Linked DNA regions of Sus scrofa: regions 2, 3 and 4 are each linked to region 1. The links are chromatin contacts, called in public Hi-C maps. All regions are on one chromosome and are shown on one strand. The core of a region is the stretch at or near the end of the contact, and the rest is flanking DNA. Distances in the headings are between cores, read along the strand shown.

The links. Hi-C and Micro-C count contacts between places; a contact is called where the count stands out from the background.
Region 2: a contact with region 1 is called in a Hi-C map of liver, with 2.7 times the contacts expected there. The contact joins the promoter of CREB3L3 here to the promoter of MAP2K2 in region 1. A contact is called at or near these places in 4 of 47 Hi-C or Micro-C datasets (fetal liver, liver and skeletal muscle).
Region 3: a Hi-C map of liver shows a contact between it and region 1, with 3 times the contacts expected there. The contact joins the promoter of SIRT6 here to the promoter of MAP2K2 in region 1. A contact is called at or near these places in 1 of 5 promoter capture datasets (liver), 12 of 47 Hi-C or Micro-C datasets (fetal liver, fetal skeletal muscle, heart right ventricle and 5 more) and 1 of 2 datasets of contacts at active chromatin or transcription factors (alveolar macrophages).
Region 4: a contact with region 1 is called in a Hi-C map of liver, with 5 times the contacts expected there. The contact joins the promoter of ZBTB7A here to the promoter of MAP2K2 in region 1. A contact is called at or near these places in 2 of 5 promoter capture datasets (both in liver), 14 of 47 Hi-C or Micro-C datasets (alveolar macrophages, blood, embryonic fibroblasts and 6 more) and 2 of 2 datasets of contacts at active chromatin or transcription factors (alveolar macrophages and skeletal muscle).

The regions. Positions count from the first base shown.
Region 1 is chr2:74,625,325-74,628,555 of Sscrofa11.1, forward strand. MAP2K2 (mitogen-activated protein kinase kinase 2) reads left to right here and starts at 1,415. Exons shown (of 11, transcript NM_001244550.1): 1 at 1,415-1,776. The coding sequence starts at 1,685.
Region 2 is chr2:74,586,612-74,590,072 of Sscrofa11.1, forward strand. CREB3L3 (cyclic AMP-responsive element-binding protein 3-like protein 3) reads right to left here and starts at 1,658. Exons shown (of 10, transcript XM_021084084.1): 1 at 1,504-1,658; 2 at 857-985; 3 at 117-399. The coding sequence starts at 985.
Region 3 is chr2:74,566,468-74,570,014 of Sscrofa11.1, forward strand. SIRT6 (sirtuin 6) reads left to right here and starts at 2,072. Exons shown (of 10, transcript NM_001114273.1): 1 at 2,072-2,146. The coding sequence starts at 2,081. It overlaps ANKRD24 (ankyrin repeat domain-containing protein 24), which reads right to left and starts at 1,935. Exons shown (of 23, transcript XM_021084071.1): 1 at 1,208-1,935.
Region 4 is chr2:74,676,636-74,679,967 of Sscrofa11.1, forward strand. It overlaps ZBTB7A (zinc finger and BTB domain-containing protein 7A), which reads left to right and starts at 1,658. Exons shown (of 3, transcript XM_003354008.4): 1 at 1,658-2,077. It overlaps LOC110259362 (vegetative cell wall protein gp1-like), which reads left to right. Exons shown (of 2, transcript XM_021084088.1): 1 at 1-1,618; 2 at 1,916-2,007. The coding sequence starts at 732. The coding sequence ends at 1,988. It overlaps LOC110259661 (basic proline-rich protein-like), which reads right to left. Exons shown (of 4, transcript XM_021085143.1): 2 at 3,033-3,332; 3 at 2,678-2,917; 4 at 2,502-2,571. The coding sequence ends at 2,502.

The DNA.
Region 1 (3,231 bases), core at 165-2,664:
ATGGCATATCAGGTTAAGGATACAGCATCATCACTGCAGTGGCTTGGGTCACTGCTGTGATGCAGCTTCAATTCCCCACCCAAGGGCATGTCCACATGTGGCCCAAAAAATAAAAAATAAATAAACGGAGTTCCCGTCGTGGCGCAGTGGTTAACGAATCCGACTAGGAACCATGAGGTTGCGGGTTTGATCCCTGCCCTTGCTCAGTGGGTTAACGATCCGGTGTTGCCGTGAGCTGTGGTGTAGGTTGCAGACGCGGCTCGGATCCCGCGTTGCTGTGGTTCTGGGTAGGCCGGTGGCTACAGCTCCGATTCGACCCCTAGCCTGGGAACCTCCATATGCCGTGGGAGCGGCCCAAGACCAAGAAATAGCAAAAAGACCAAAAAAAAAAAAAATTAAAAAAAAACATAGAATCACCAAATGATATTCAAAAGAGTTGCAAGCAAAGATTTAAAGAGAAATTGATACACTCACCTTCATAGCAGCACTGTTCATAAGAGCCAAAAGGTGGAAACTCGCAAATGTCCATTAACAGATAAGATAAACAATGTAGGGTCCAACCATACAACAGTGTATTATTCAGCCTTAAAAAGGGAGGAAATTCTGACACACACCACAACATGGATGAACCTTGAGAACATGATGCTGAGTGAAATAAGTCTGTCACAAAAGGACAAATACCTTATCATTCCACTTACAGGAGGTCCCTAGAGCAGTTGAATTCATAGAGACAGAAGGAAGAGTGGTGGTCTAGGGGAGTAGAATGGGGAGTTGGTGTTCAATAAGGGGGACGGATTTTCCGTTTGGGAAGAAGATAAAGTTCTGGAGATGGATGGTGGGAAAGGTTGCATAACAGTGTGAATATAGTTACTGCCACTAAACTACACATTTACAATTGGTAAAATGGTAAATTTTATGTTACATATATTTATAACAACAAAAGTTTTTTAATGACCTCTCTTTTATGAGTGAATGATAGTAATTGGTAGTATGAGTTAATTGCTGGGGGGATGTGGGGGTCCGTATTGGCAAAAAGCCTTTAGTTGACTCTTAGGTCAACTTAAGTCTCCTATTTTTGAAGGTTTTACTGGTTCATGTAGTTCCAGTCTGTCACCTGTAAAGCTCTAGGGGTCTGACCGCCCCTCCTCCACTGCCGCTCCACCCCCAACACCTGTCTGTCGCATTGTCCCTCTCGCCCCACTCCCGGAGCTTGCGCAAAAGCTGTGTGGGGGGAGGCGAGCTAATACGCATGCTCCAGGCCTGGCCTCAACTAAGTCTCCGCCTATTTCCCCCTTCGGGAGGCGGCCTTAGAGTGGTGCGCACGCACCGCGGTGAGGGGTGGGATCTGGCTCGATTCCTAGGAGCTGGCTCTCGCGATAGGCCGGCCCGCGATCTCGTCACTCTCCCTCCTCTCCCCTCCCTCGGCCTCCCCGGCTCCGGCTGCAGCGTCAGCCTCGGCCAGACTTTGGTGGCCGCGCCGGCCCAGATCCCTTGACTTCAGTCCCGGTGCCCTTTGGCGCCCCTCGGCCCCGATCCGCAGCGCCGATCATCCTCCCCGCCCCGGCGCCGGCCTAGGCCGCGGCCACAGCCCCGGGCTCAAGTCGGCGTCGCCTGCTCCCGGCCCGCCCCCTATGGGCCCCGGCTAGAGGCGCCGCCGCCGCCGCCGCCGGCCCGCGGAGCCCCGATGCTGGCCCGGAGGAAGCCGGTGCTGCCGGCGCTCACCATCAACCCCGCCATCGCCGAGGGCCCGTCCCCCACCAGCGAGGGCGCCTCCGAGTGAGTGGGATGGGCCGGGGCCGGGGAGAGGACAGGATTGGGGGGGGGGGGTCCCAGAATAGCGAGATCGGGGAGAGAGGGTCCCTGAGAGGAGAGCTGAGCGGCTCTGAGGATCGACGTTGGCGGAAGGGGGTCCCTGAGTTGCGAAATAGGGCTGGAGGGGGGTTCTTACTGGGAGAAGATAGGATGAGGGGGTCTCTGCGTATTGAATCGGTCCCTACCAGGAAAAGGCTGGGGTTCGGGCCTTTTTGATATAGCGAAGCCAGGGTGATGGTGGGAGGGTTCCTGGGAGGTGAGAATGGATTAGGGGTTCCTAGTAGTGAAGTCAGAGTAAAGGGGAGGAGTCCCTGGGTAATGAGGTGGAGGTGGGGGGAGGTTCTTGCAGGCCCAGAATGGGGCGAATGGGATTCCAGAGAGGAGAGGATGGGGCGGGAGAGTGGGATCCCTTGAGACGAGCATGGGGTATGGAAGTCCAGGAAGGGGGCAAGGGGGTGTCTGAGAAATGAGGATGGGGGAGGGATCTTTGAGGGCTGAGAGGGTCTCTGAGGGATCTGGGGGGAAGGGACCTGAGAAGATCCTGCTGGTGGTGGGTGGGGCGCCTGAGCCTGGGGAAAGTGGTGAGGAAGCCTGGAGGAGGCTTAGAGGCTGGGAGAGCAAGGAGTGAGGGGCATTTGGAGGGGCAGGGTGTGAGGAGAACTGGGAGCCATTCAGGGAAGAAGTCTGGGGCCTGCCAGGACCCCTGAAAGCAGGTGAGCAGAGACTCTGAATCAAATGGATTCGCAAAACCTTGAGAAGCTGGAGAAATGCAGGCGGTTTGAGGCAATTGAGTGAGACAGGAGGACTTTGGGGCAGCAGGTGGGATCAGAGAAAGGAACATCAAGGCCTTAGGGGTTACCTGATGGCAGAGTATTGTGTGAGGTCACATGCCAGAGTGGCTCCAGAGCATGTCCGTCTGACCTCCCCACTCCTATTCTCCATGCTGGAGCAGAGCAGGACAGTCTGAGAGGCCACTGGCTAGGGTGCCTGTGCTGTGCTTGCCATATGACCCCCAAGAACCAGGTATGATGTGGGGATGGCACATTTGGTGCCTCTCAGGTATTTGGCCTCCTACGACCAGATGAAGGACCAGATGAAGGAAGCACACCGTGATGCATGCATGTGTGAGTTCACAGCTTTCTCTGTCCCCGAGGGCGTGGCTCAGTGTGGGGACATGTTCCTTATTCCCCCCCAAAGTCCACTTATTCAAAAAAAAAAGCACAAGAGCTCCTTTATCATATTCTCTTCTTTTTGTTTTACACAATTTCTGATTCCCATCCCTTTAAGAATTTGCCCCATAGAGGAAGCCAGCCATCGGAATTCCAGGGTTTTTTTTTAAATAACCACAGTTGAGTTGCCATTAAATTTAAAATGGATTAATCAGCTAACTCCAGAATGCATTTTAGATGTCAGAGGGGA
Region 2 (3,461 bases), core at 408-2,907, 38 kb before region 1:
CCTAACCAGCTGGAAAATGGGCCCACAACAGCCCCCCAATACCCATCTCAAAGGGTGGGTATGTATGTGCAGTTCCCCGGACAAGGTGAGGGTAGTTAGCAAAGACAAGGACTCACCCAGGTCTATGGCCACAGAGGCCACTGGCCCAAGGTGCCTGGCAGGGCAGGGAGGGCCAGGAGGGTAGGAGGGACAGGGTCCCTTGCCAGACTCTGAGGTATGGTAGCTGGACGGGGTGGCAGCCACACCACTACGTGGAGGGGTGTCCTGGGGGTCGGAGGGCAGATCTTCTGAGATGCCACTGTCACTGGCCGCAGGAGACCAGGTTGGGGAGCTGGGCGCTGAATCTCCAGAACCCAGGATGGAGTTGAGGAAATCATCAGAGTCCGGGCCAGGCAAAACCTGTTGGGACGGAGAGGACTGGTGGGAATTAGGAGGCCTAATTCATCCTTTGCTTTGGACTGCTGTGTGTCTCTAGGCGAGCCCCTGACCCTCTCTGGAGCTTGCTTTTCCTTTCTGCAAGATGGAAAGCATTAATGCTTCTTGTCCCAGCATTGTTGGAGCCTGAGCACAACCGTGGGGCATGGGAACAGCATCCAACCATGTTGAGGCATGAGCCCCGAGTTTAAGTCTGAACCCAACTCCAAACTGCTGTGTGACCCAGGACAAGTTACCAACCCTCTCTGGGCCTCAGTTTCACCACTTTTAAGAAAAAGGTGATGTTACCTGCCCCTTAGGGGAGCTGAAAGTTTTGACACAATAACATGCTGTGCTAAAAATCACGCACTGTGAGTGGTAAATGCATAGAGCAGAGCAGAGTCTTGGCTCTGGCCCTGGGGTGTCCACGATATGTTATCACCTGGTCCTCGATGCGGCCCCAGTCCTCGCCCAGTTCTACGTGTCTCAGGATGCCGTCCTGCCGGTCAAACAGGAGATCCAAGAGCTCCAGGCTGTCAATAGGGCCCATAGGACTGGCAGAGGAAGCCATCTGGGGCAAGGAGGGGACATTTGTGGGTCATGAAGCCCCTCCCCTCCCCACCACCCATCCACACACCATCATAAGTAAGGTCTGTCCCACTCCAATTCAATCCCAGCTCAGCCCTCAGGTTGGACTGCTGCTCCCACTTGCTGAGCCTCAGTCTCCAAATCTGTGCAGTGGGGATGACCCAGAGACTCGCCAGGCCTGAGAGCCAACTGCTATAAAAAGCACTAGACAGATACACCAGGGGATGATCAGCTTGGTCAGCTCCCATGAGGCCAATGGAGCCAGCCTTCTCTTATATTCCCTTCCTGCCCAAAGCTCCTGCTTCTAGAGTGCAGGGGGAACCTGGAAGGATGACCAAGAGCAACCCCAGGAGAGAGGCATGATTTTGGTCATTGTCTTCCCCTCTGGGCCTCAGTCTTCCCATCTGTACAATGGGGTGTGAGGTTCCTGTCAACTCTGGAAGCTTAGGGAGGGCTCCTGGCATAAACCCTCCCTCCCCCATGAACCTGTACAGGGCTCACCTTTTCAATGGCTAAATCCCCATTCACGAGCCCAGCCAGTTCTGTCTCCAGCCGACTTCTGGTATGCTCCGAGCTAGAGGCTCATCCCACCACCAGGGCTCCCAGCCTCTCTATGCCTCTGTTACCACCTCTAAAAGATGCTGAAATAGTCCTGGCACACTCCCAGCCCACCCCCAGGTGCTGATTGGAGAACAGGCAAGATGGACAGGGTTAAGGACCAGTGACACAGGGGCAGGCTAGGGGGAGGGGAGGAGAGACCGTTATCTCAGATGTTTTGCACTTTTCCAGCCGCCAGTGGGCAAAGGCCAAAGTCTGGGGTGCTGTAGCTCTAGCATGACCTCTCCCCTACTTTCAGGGGCTATTTCTTGTCATATTCCCTGTATGTCAGCTCCAGAAGACATTCAGAGCCCCTGGCCACTTCCTATTCACTCCCAGAACAGAACAAAACCAAGTGCAGCTCAGACCTTTGCTGGAGCCCCTCCCTCTGCCAGGAATTTCCTTCCCTCATCAGAGCTGGCAACCCTCTACCTTCCCCAACCCCCAAGCAAGTTCTGGCCAAACCAAAGTGATCAATTCCTTCTAGAATCTTCTATCATTCATTTATTCTCAATAAATATTATGGAGCTACATGTATATCTATCTACCTCAGGGCCTTTGCACTGGCTGCTCCCTCTGCCTAGAACTCCTATCCCCTTCACCCTGACTCTGACACTGTGTTCACCTATTCATAAATGTTTGATTCTCATGGATCTCAGCCCAGACAACTGAGAGGCTGTCTCTGACCGTCCATCAGAGAGGAAGGTCACATCGCTGTTTTCACTATTTGAAATTTTCATTTTCTTTCTTTGGCCACACCTACAGCATGTGAGTGATCCCTGTTCCATCAGGGATCGAACCTGTACCACAGTGAACCCGAACCACTGCAATGACAAGGCTGGATCCTTAATCCGTTGCACCCCAGGTGAATTCCTGGTGTGTGTGTGTGTGTGTGTGTGTGTGTGTGTGTGTGTGTGTGTCTTTTTAGGGCCGAAACTGTGGCATATGGGAGGTCCCAAACTAGGGGTCAAATCAGAGCTGCAGCTGCCAGCCTATGCCACACCATTGCAATGCCAGATCAGAGCTGCATCCTCAACCTACACCTCAGCTTGCAGCAACACCGGATCCTTAACCCACTAAGTGAGACCAAGGATCGAATCCATGTTCTCATGAATACTAGTCAGATTCATAACCCACTGAGCCACAATAGGAACTCCTCTAAAATTTTCTTGTCTCCTTGCCTATCCTCATCCTTCATTCCTCCCCCACCCCTTCATGTGAGCGCTTCAGGGCTAGGATAGAGCTTCTTTTATTGTTGGCTGGATCCCCAGCATCTAGAAAGGCATGGCACACAGGGGATGCTCAATCAGCTTTTACTATTGAGCACCTCCTGTATGCCAGCCACTATTTTAGGCCCTGGTGATAAGGCACAGGACGATCTAGACTATTAGCGTATAAACATACCGAAAACTGACAAATGGAAGATGCTACCAAAAAACTATATGTAACCATGTTTAAAGGGCAAAAGAGGACTGCCAAAGGCTTCTTTTAGAAAATGACTTTTGGAGTTCCCATCGTGGCTCAGCGGTTAACAAACCCGACTAGCATCCATGAAGACGTGGGTTCGATCCTTAGCCTTGCTCGGTGGGTTAAGGATCTGGTGTTGCCATAAGCTGTGGTGTAGGTTACAGACGTGGCTCAGATCCAGCAGTGCTGTGGCTCTGGCATAGGCCGGTGGCTACAGCTCCAATTGTACCCCTAACCTGGGAACCTCCATATGCTGCGGGTGCAGCCCTAAATGACAGAAAGAAAAAAATGAAAGAAAGAAAATGACTTTTAAGTACAGCCTGGCTGATGAGACAGAGCCAGCCACCAGGAGGTCTAGTGGAAGGGTGTTTCAGGCCAAGGAAACAGCAGGTGCA
Region 3 (3,547 bases), core at 822-3,321, 58 kb before region 1:
CCCTAAAAAGAAAAAAAAAACCCACAAAACAAACAAACACCCATGCTTCAACCAACATCCACCCGCCCATCCATCCACCATCCACCTACCTACCTGCCCATCCAGCTGCCCACTCACCTATCCATAGATCCATGTATCCATTTACCCACTGGCTACCACCTACCCACCCACCACCCACCTGTCCAACCAACCACTCATCCATTCACTTATCCACCTGCCTACCCACCTATGTAGCCACCCACACAACCAACACCCACCTACCCACCCATCATCCATCCACCCTCCCATCCATCTACTGCCCATCCATTCACTCATTCCTTCAATTCACCCCATTTAATCAATGTACCCACTCACCACCCACCCACTCTTTTTCTTTACTCCTGTCTAAAGGACTCAATCACACCCAGAGCAGGGTGTAAATGACACCCTCGAGAGAAGTTCACAAGTTGCTGGGGCAGGAGGGAATCTGTGGGCTTGGGGGCAAGAGGAAGCGTCTAGGGAGCTGCTTCCTGGAGGAGGTGTTGATATATAAACAGGGCCTGATGGCTGGGCAGGATATTGAGCAGCAGCAGCAGGAAAAGAAGGGATGTACCCTAACCACGGCAAAAGGCTGAGAAGTGCAAAGTGCACCCATGAATGGGTGTGCGTGTGTGTGTGTGTGCGTGTGTGTGTGTGTCTGGGTGCCTGTTGCCTCAGCATAACTGGGGCATACACCAGCCCTCCATTCTCCCATATGCCAGTGCCCAGGGGCAAGGGGCCTGAGGCCCTAAGGGGAGCCTCCAGCCCAGGCCTCCCTCATCTCCTCTGCCCCTACCTTCTGCAGCTCCACTGACTCCAGCACCAGGCCACCGTGTCCACTGCCGGCTCTGGTTACCTGCTCCAGCGGGGCCACCAGCTCACACCAGCAGCTCCCAGCACTCAGCTCTGACACCTGATCAGCTCTGAACAGGCAGCCACCCCCAATGGTAGGGGATGAGCAGAGGGAGGAGACAGACTGGCAGTGGGCCTGTCTGTTGGCCACCAGGCTTTGGCAGGAAGACATGGATGTTTTTCCCTAACATCACTGGGCAGATTTCAGTTTCTGGAAAGAGCCACCCTCTTCTGCTCTTCCCATCCTTTGGACTTGCTGTTCCTCTGCCAGGAGCCCTCTTTCTGTACCTCCTGTCAGCCCCAATTGGCTGATTTCCCCCACCTCACTTGTACTCACTGTTCAGATCTTTAGTGAAACATTTCCTCCTCCAGGAAGCCTTCCTGGTTGTCTCCCAGGCTGGGTCAGCTGCCTCCGCCAGAGCGCCTTCCTTGCTCAATGCCCTCATTACACACAGGTCACACTAAGTCACCACTGCTAGGTCATGAAATGCTGCATTTGCTCTCCAGCGTCCCCCTAGTGGCTGTGCAATACATTTCTTAAATGAGTCCTAAAGGCCACCAGCCCCAGTGACCGGAAGCAGTTTCTCCATTTTCTTGGTGCAGTCGAGACCTGTCCTGCTGAGTGATTATCGCCCACCTAGATAATGTCCAAGTATCTTAAGAGTGGCGTCCTCAACCTTCCCTTAGTGAGGCCCCAAATTGCCCCCACGACGCACAGGTACTGTACATTTGTAAATTTAGAAAATTCTGAAATTTTCAGGGGAAAGAACCTTGGATTGGGAGCATGAGTCCCGGGTCCCTTCTCTCAAGCTCTGTTCTGCAAGAGTGGAGGGCGAGTAAGGGGAACGTCAATTCACTCATTTGTGAGAAAAGGGGAAAAGGGCACTGATCTTCGTGCCCCTCGCTTTAGAGGCGACTAGAGAACTCTCTCGTCGGCTATCCCCCAGTTTCCAGCCCGGTCACTGGACAGCCTTTTTCCCACCACCCGCTACATGCCCAGCATACAGTACGAAGCAGAAGCTGGAAGCAGGTCTCCCTTTGCCATCAGTTAATATGGCGACCGCAGCGTCCGTCCGGGGCGCATGCGTCTTGGAAGGAGACGCCAGGTGCGGTGGATGGGAATGCGGCTCCTCCTTCCCCGTCCCACCCCATTTCCGGCGGAAGCGGCCACAACAAGGGAAACTTTATTGTTCCCGTTGGGGCGGTGAGGATGTCGGTGAATTATGCGGCTGGCCTGTCGCCGTACGCAGACAAGGGCAAGTGCGGTCTCCCCGAGGTGAGCGCGGCGGGATCCCGACAGCTACCCCCAGGGCCGTGGGCTGGGCGGGGCCTACCGGCAGCGGGGAATTGTGGGAATAGCAGGAGACACTGAGGCTAGATAATGGGAGGGACTTCCCAATGAGGAGGGGGCGGGAAGTGACGCCCCAGCGCGGCCGGGGACGCGAACACGCCCAGCTCTGGGTCGGTTAGGCTGGTGACTCGGGGAAGGACCAGCGATGGGGTGGTCTTCAAGTTCTGATAAGGGAGCACCCAATGTATATCCAGGCAGAATGCACTACCCGGGCAAAGCGGGGGGGTGGGGTGGAAATAAACTTAGAGAGCAGATTAGATCAAAGAGGTTTCCAGAAGGAGGCCAGGATGGGCCTCAAGTGCCAGGCTGGGGAGTTGACACTAAGGGTGATGCGGAAGGGTTTTGACCTGGGGAGGAACCTGGAGGATGTATCAGAAACACTCCTCCAACCACGCTGAAAAGAAGTCCCTCCGTACGCTGAGACCTTGGCTGGGTCACTTCTTTCTGGGTTTCCTTTCCCCTTCTGTAAACTGGGGAGAAGATTGCCCCCCTCCCACAAAGGCTGGCTCGTTCATTCTGAGTCAGGCATCAGTGAGCTCTTAGATGATGTGCAGCCCCACTCTTCCCTCCTGGGTGTTTTTCACTTTATTCCACAAACATTCAAGTACTTACCTTATACCAGACACTTTCTCCAACCTGGAGCCACATCACAGAACAAGACAGATGAGCAGCAAATAAGTATAAGAAATCAGATAGTGGGGAGTTCCTGCTGTGGCGCAGCAGTTTAAGGATCCTGCCTTGCTGGAGCTGTGGCTTGGATTGGATCCCTAATCAGGGAACTTCCCTATGCTGTGTTGCAGCCAAAAAAAAAGAAAGAAGAATAAAAAGAAACCAGATGGTGGTAAGAGCTAGGGAGAAAAGCAAAGCAGATAAGAAGAGCTGAGGGCTGCATTGAAACCAGGTGGCCAGGGAGCCATCACTGAAAATGACTATTTTTCCCCCAATTTAAAAAATACTCATAAAATATACGCAATATAAAATTTACTTTCTTAACTATTTTAAGACTACAGTTCAGCAGTATTGAATACATTTATAATGTTATACAACCATCACCACCATCCATTTCCAGAGCTTTTTCATCTTCCTAGTGTTCTCATTAAATACTAACTCTCCATCCCCCTCCCCCACGCCCTGGCACCCACCATCTACTTTCTCTATGAGTCTGACTCCTCTAGGGACCTCCCATAAGTGAAATGATACAGTATTTGTGGTTTTTTATCTGGCTTATTCTCTGAGCATAATGTCCTCAAGTTTCATCCATATTGTAGCCTGTGTCAGAATGTTCTTCCTTTTGCAGGCTGAATAATATTCCATTGTATGTACAGA
Region 4 (3,332 bases), core at 408-2,907, 52 kb after region 1:
TGCGGCAGAGAAGGGTGCCAGAAATCTGAGGCTGGGTGGTACAGGGGGGACACTGAGTCACCCCTGCTCTGGTTGAATGGGTGGACATTGGGGGGATGGCAAGTAAGACTGCTTAGGATGAAGGCCTGAACTTCAGTTATCTCCAGTACCCAATAACTATCCTGGGACCTGCAAATTGTGTTTCTGCTTGGCCCTTCTTGTCCCAAGGCTGATGGCAGGGTGGTTTAAGGAAGGAAGAGGACTTATATCCCAGGCAGGGTCGTTAGAGCAAAGTCCCTGGGTTCCGCCCTCACTCTGGACCCAAGTGGCCCCTCCCTCAGTCCTTTTCCATCTACCCTGGGGGGTTGGTTTCAGGCTGCAAGTCCTGGGGCTGTCACTTCCCTTCTGGGGGCCTCCCGGGTTTCCCCTTGAAGCCAAATTACTATTACAAAAGCCAATCCAACCCGTTTGGGAGTTGAAAGGCACTTTTAATACGTGTGTGAAGAGGCAATGAAGTGCAGGAAAGCTTTGAAGTCACAGAAGGACAGACGGGGTACATTTCACCCACGGCAGTGGAAGTTTCCTGCCTGTAAGGTAATGGTGGTAAAAATGATAATAACAATAAATAATGATCATGATAATGGCATTAGATGTTAGAATGGAGGTAAACAGGACCCCGGACAGAGCCAGCCACTCGAGAAGCGCTCAGCAAACGACGCCGAAGCAGGTGCCAGCCTTCTCCGACCGAGGGAATGCAGACAGGGAAACTGAGGCTCAGAGATCCCCAGGGGGCTGATTGCACCAGAGAGCCCTCCCCCAGCGCCTACTGTGTGCAGCGGGCAGTTGGCCGGGGCGGGTCAGGCAGTTCTCACTGCTCGTCCCCTCTTCCCCCTCCCCCGTCCCCCGCCGGACCTCTCCCACGACCGGGGAGGAAGTGGGAGAAATGGACAGGGAAAAAAAGTTGGGCTGAGCCAACGCCTCCCCACTCCCCACCTTCGCCCCTCCCAAGCCATGCAGACCCTTGCGGGAACGAACCGCGGGACCTAAGCGTCCGGTGCCGGGTCTCCGTCCCGCCCAGTGGCCCGCAGTTGGGTGGGGGAACTCGGAAAGCCGGGAAAACAACAGCCCAGCCCGCCCCTAGCCAACCCCTTCCCCCGCTACGCCCCTGGCGCAGCGGGCAGAGGCGACTCCTTTACATAATCGCAGGCGGGCAGGTTGGCTGTTTCATTTACAGACCCGGGAGCCCAGCGGACCCGAGCCGTCAACCCAAAGCCCGCCCCCAGGTCCCTTCCGCAGCTGGACAAACTGAGGCCCGGGGAGGGCCGGCGTCCGGCCCGCAGTCTCCACCCCTCGCCCCCCACCCACCCCCAGCAGCCCGGGCAGCCGCGACCCACGCCCGCGTCGGTCCTCGCAGTGCGCATAGCCCTCCCCGCCCCCGCTGCCATCCTGCCACGCCCCAGGCGTCGGGGGCAAAGCCCGCGCCCCCCCCCGCACCCGCCTCTGCGTGGAGGCTGGGGGCCTGTTTATCTGGAGTCCCCCACCCCCTCCACCCGGGGGGCCCGCTCCCCCCGCGCCCCGGGGAGCTCTGGGGACAGATAAGCTGGCAGGCTGGCACGGCGCCGCGCAGCGGGGCGGAGAGGTCAGAAGAGGGGGGGCGCGCCGGGGGCGGGCTGGACCCCCCCTCAACTTGACAAAACCTAATAACAGCCCGGTTTCTCCGGCGCAGCGGGCGAAGCCCCACGGGAGGGCAGAGACGTGGCAAGAGGGGACCTGCCGAGCCTGTTCTGGCCTCTGAGGCCGGGGTGGGGGGGCGGGCTGGGCGTGGGGGGGGCCGGCGGCTGCGGCACCTTTAAGACAAGGGAGGACCCCTCTTGCCCTCGGAGAAACCAGGAAGGGAGTCGCGAGCATCATACGGGGCTTTGGCTGTACTGTACAGTTACTGTAGGGGCAGTGACGCCGCCGCCGGAGCGAGGGAGCGAAGAGGGGAGAGCCAGCGAGGGGAGAGCTAGACGCGGACCCCAGAGGCGAGCGGCCGAGGAGCCCAGTCCCAACTCCGGGCCCCGGCCCCGCGCGCCCCGGCCCGGCCCGGCCCCGCGAGGTAAGTCAGCGCACGGCGCGGCCCCCAGCATGGGGTGCAGGGTGGGGAAGGGCTGGGGTCTCTGCGCCCACCTTTGCCCTCGCCAGAAGGGGCGATCCCGGGAGCCAGGGACGTTCCGCAAGTTTCAGAGGAGGGGGTGGCTGGCAGCTGCCGGGAGGCTGGAGGCGCCCTGGATCCCGAGCGCGGGGAGGGGGCGCCGCCAGGGAAGGGGTATTAGGGGCGAAGTGCATAGGCTTGTGCGCCGGCCGCCCCCCCCCGACCCCCCTGGTGCATGGTTTTTTCGGGGCTCCCAGGAGCGCGAGGAGAGGGGGAGGGGAAGCGGGGCTGCATTGAGGGTGGGGGGAGCCGGCGTGGGGAGATAGGGGGGCGCGTCGCGTGCTAAGTTTGCAGCTGGGTACTGGGGGCGCTCTCGCCCCCCGGGGGCCTATTCGGTGCTGCGTGCATACGTTGGAGTTGGCCAGGATTGAGCTCCATGGGGGATGGGGGGGAGGGGGCTGAAAAAACAGGGAGGGGGGCTTTGCAAAGGAGGGGGAAGGGGTGGGGTGTCCGGGTGGGCGGGCGCGGCCGCTGGGGCCTCTGGGCGTCGTAGTCCCCCCGCGCTTGCAGCTGGCAGGTGGCAGGCTGCTCGGACTACAAGTCCCAGGGTGCGCCGCGCCGCCGTCCCGCCGCGGCCCGCGGGTAGGGGCGGTGCGGAGGAGGGGCGGTGAGTGGCGGGCTAGCGAGCCAATGAGCGCGGGCTGATCGCGCGGCGCGGCCCGGAGGCGGGGCCTGCCGGCCCGGAGGCGGGGCCTGGAGCCGGGCTCCCCTTGCCGGGGGCCGGTGGCGGTCCCCGGCTTCCGGCTGCGCGGCCCGCGGGCCGTCCCCCTCCCCGCCCCGGGGCCCCTCCCCGCCTTGGTTGTGTAACCGTCCCCAGCCCCCCTCCCCTCAGCCCCCCGTCCCGGGGGGGGTCACCCACCCCGCGCTCCCTGGGGAGGGCGGCGGCCCAGGCGGCCGCGCGGTGCAGGGGAGTCCGGGGATGAGCGGCCTAGTGCAGACTGGGCCCGGGCGTGGGGGAGGCGGGCGGGCGGACCCAGATCCGGGGTAATTTGCATCGCCCTCCCCCCAGCCCGGGTGGGGATTGGCCGCCGGCGGCGGGGGGTGGCGCGGGGCCAGGCTCACTGCCGCCTCCCGGCCCCTCGGAGGGAGCCAGCCCAGCCGCAGCCGCCGCCACCGCCGCCGCCGGGGCCGGGCCCCCTCGCCGCTGCCCCGGGAAGGA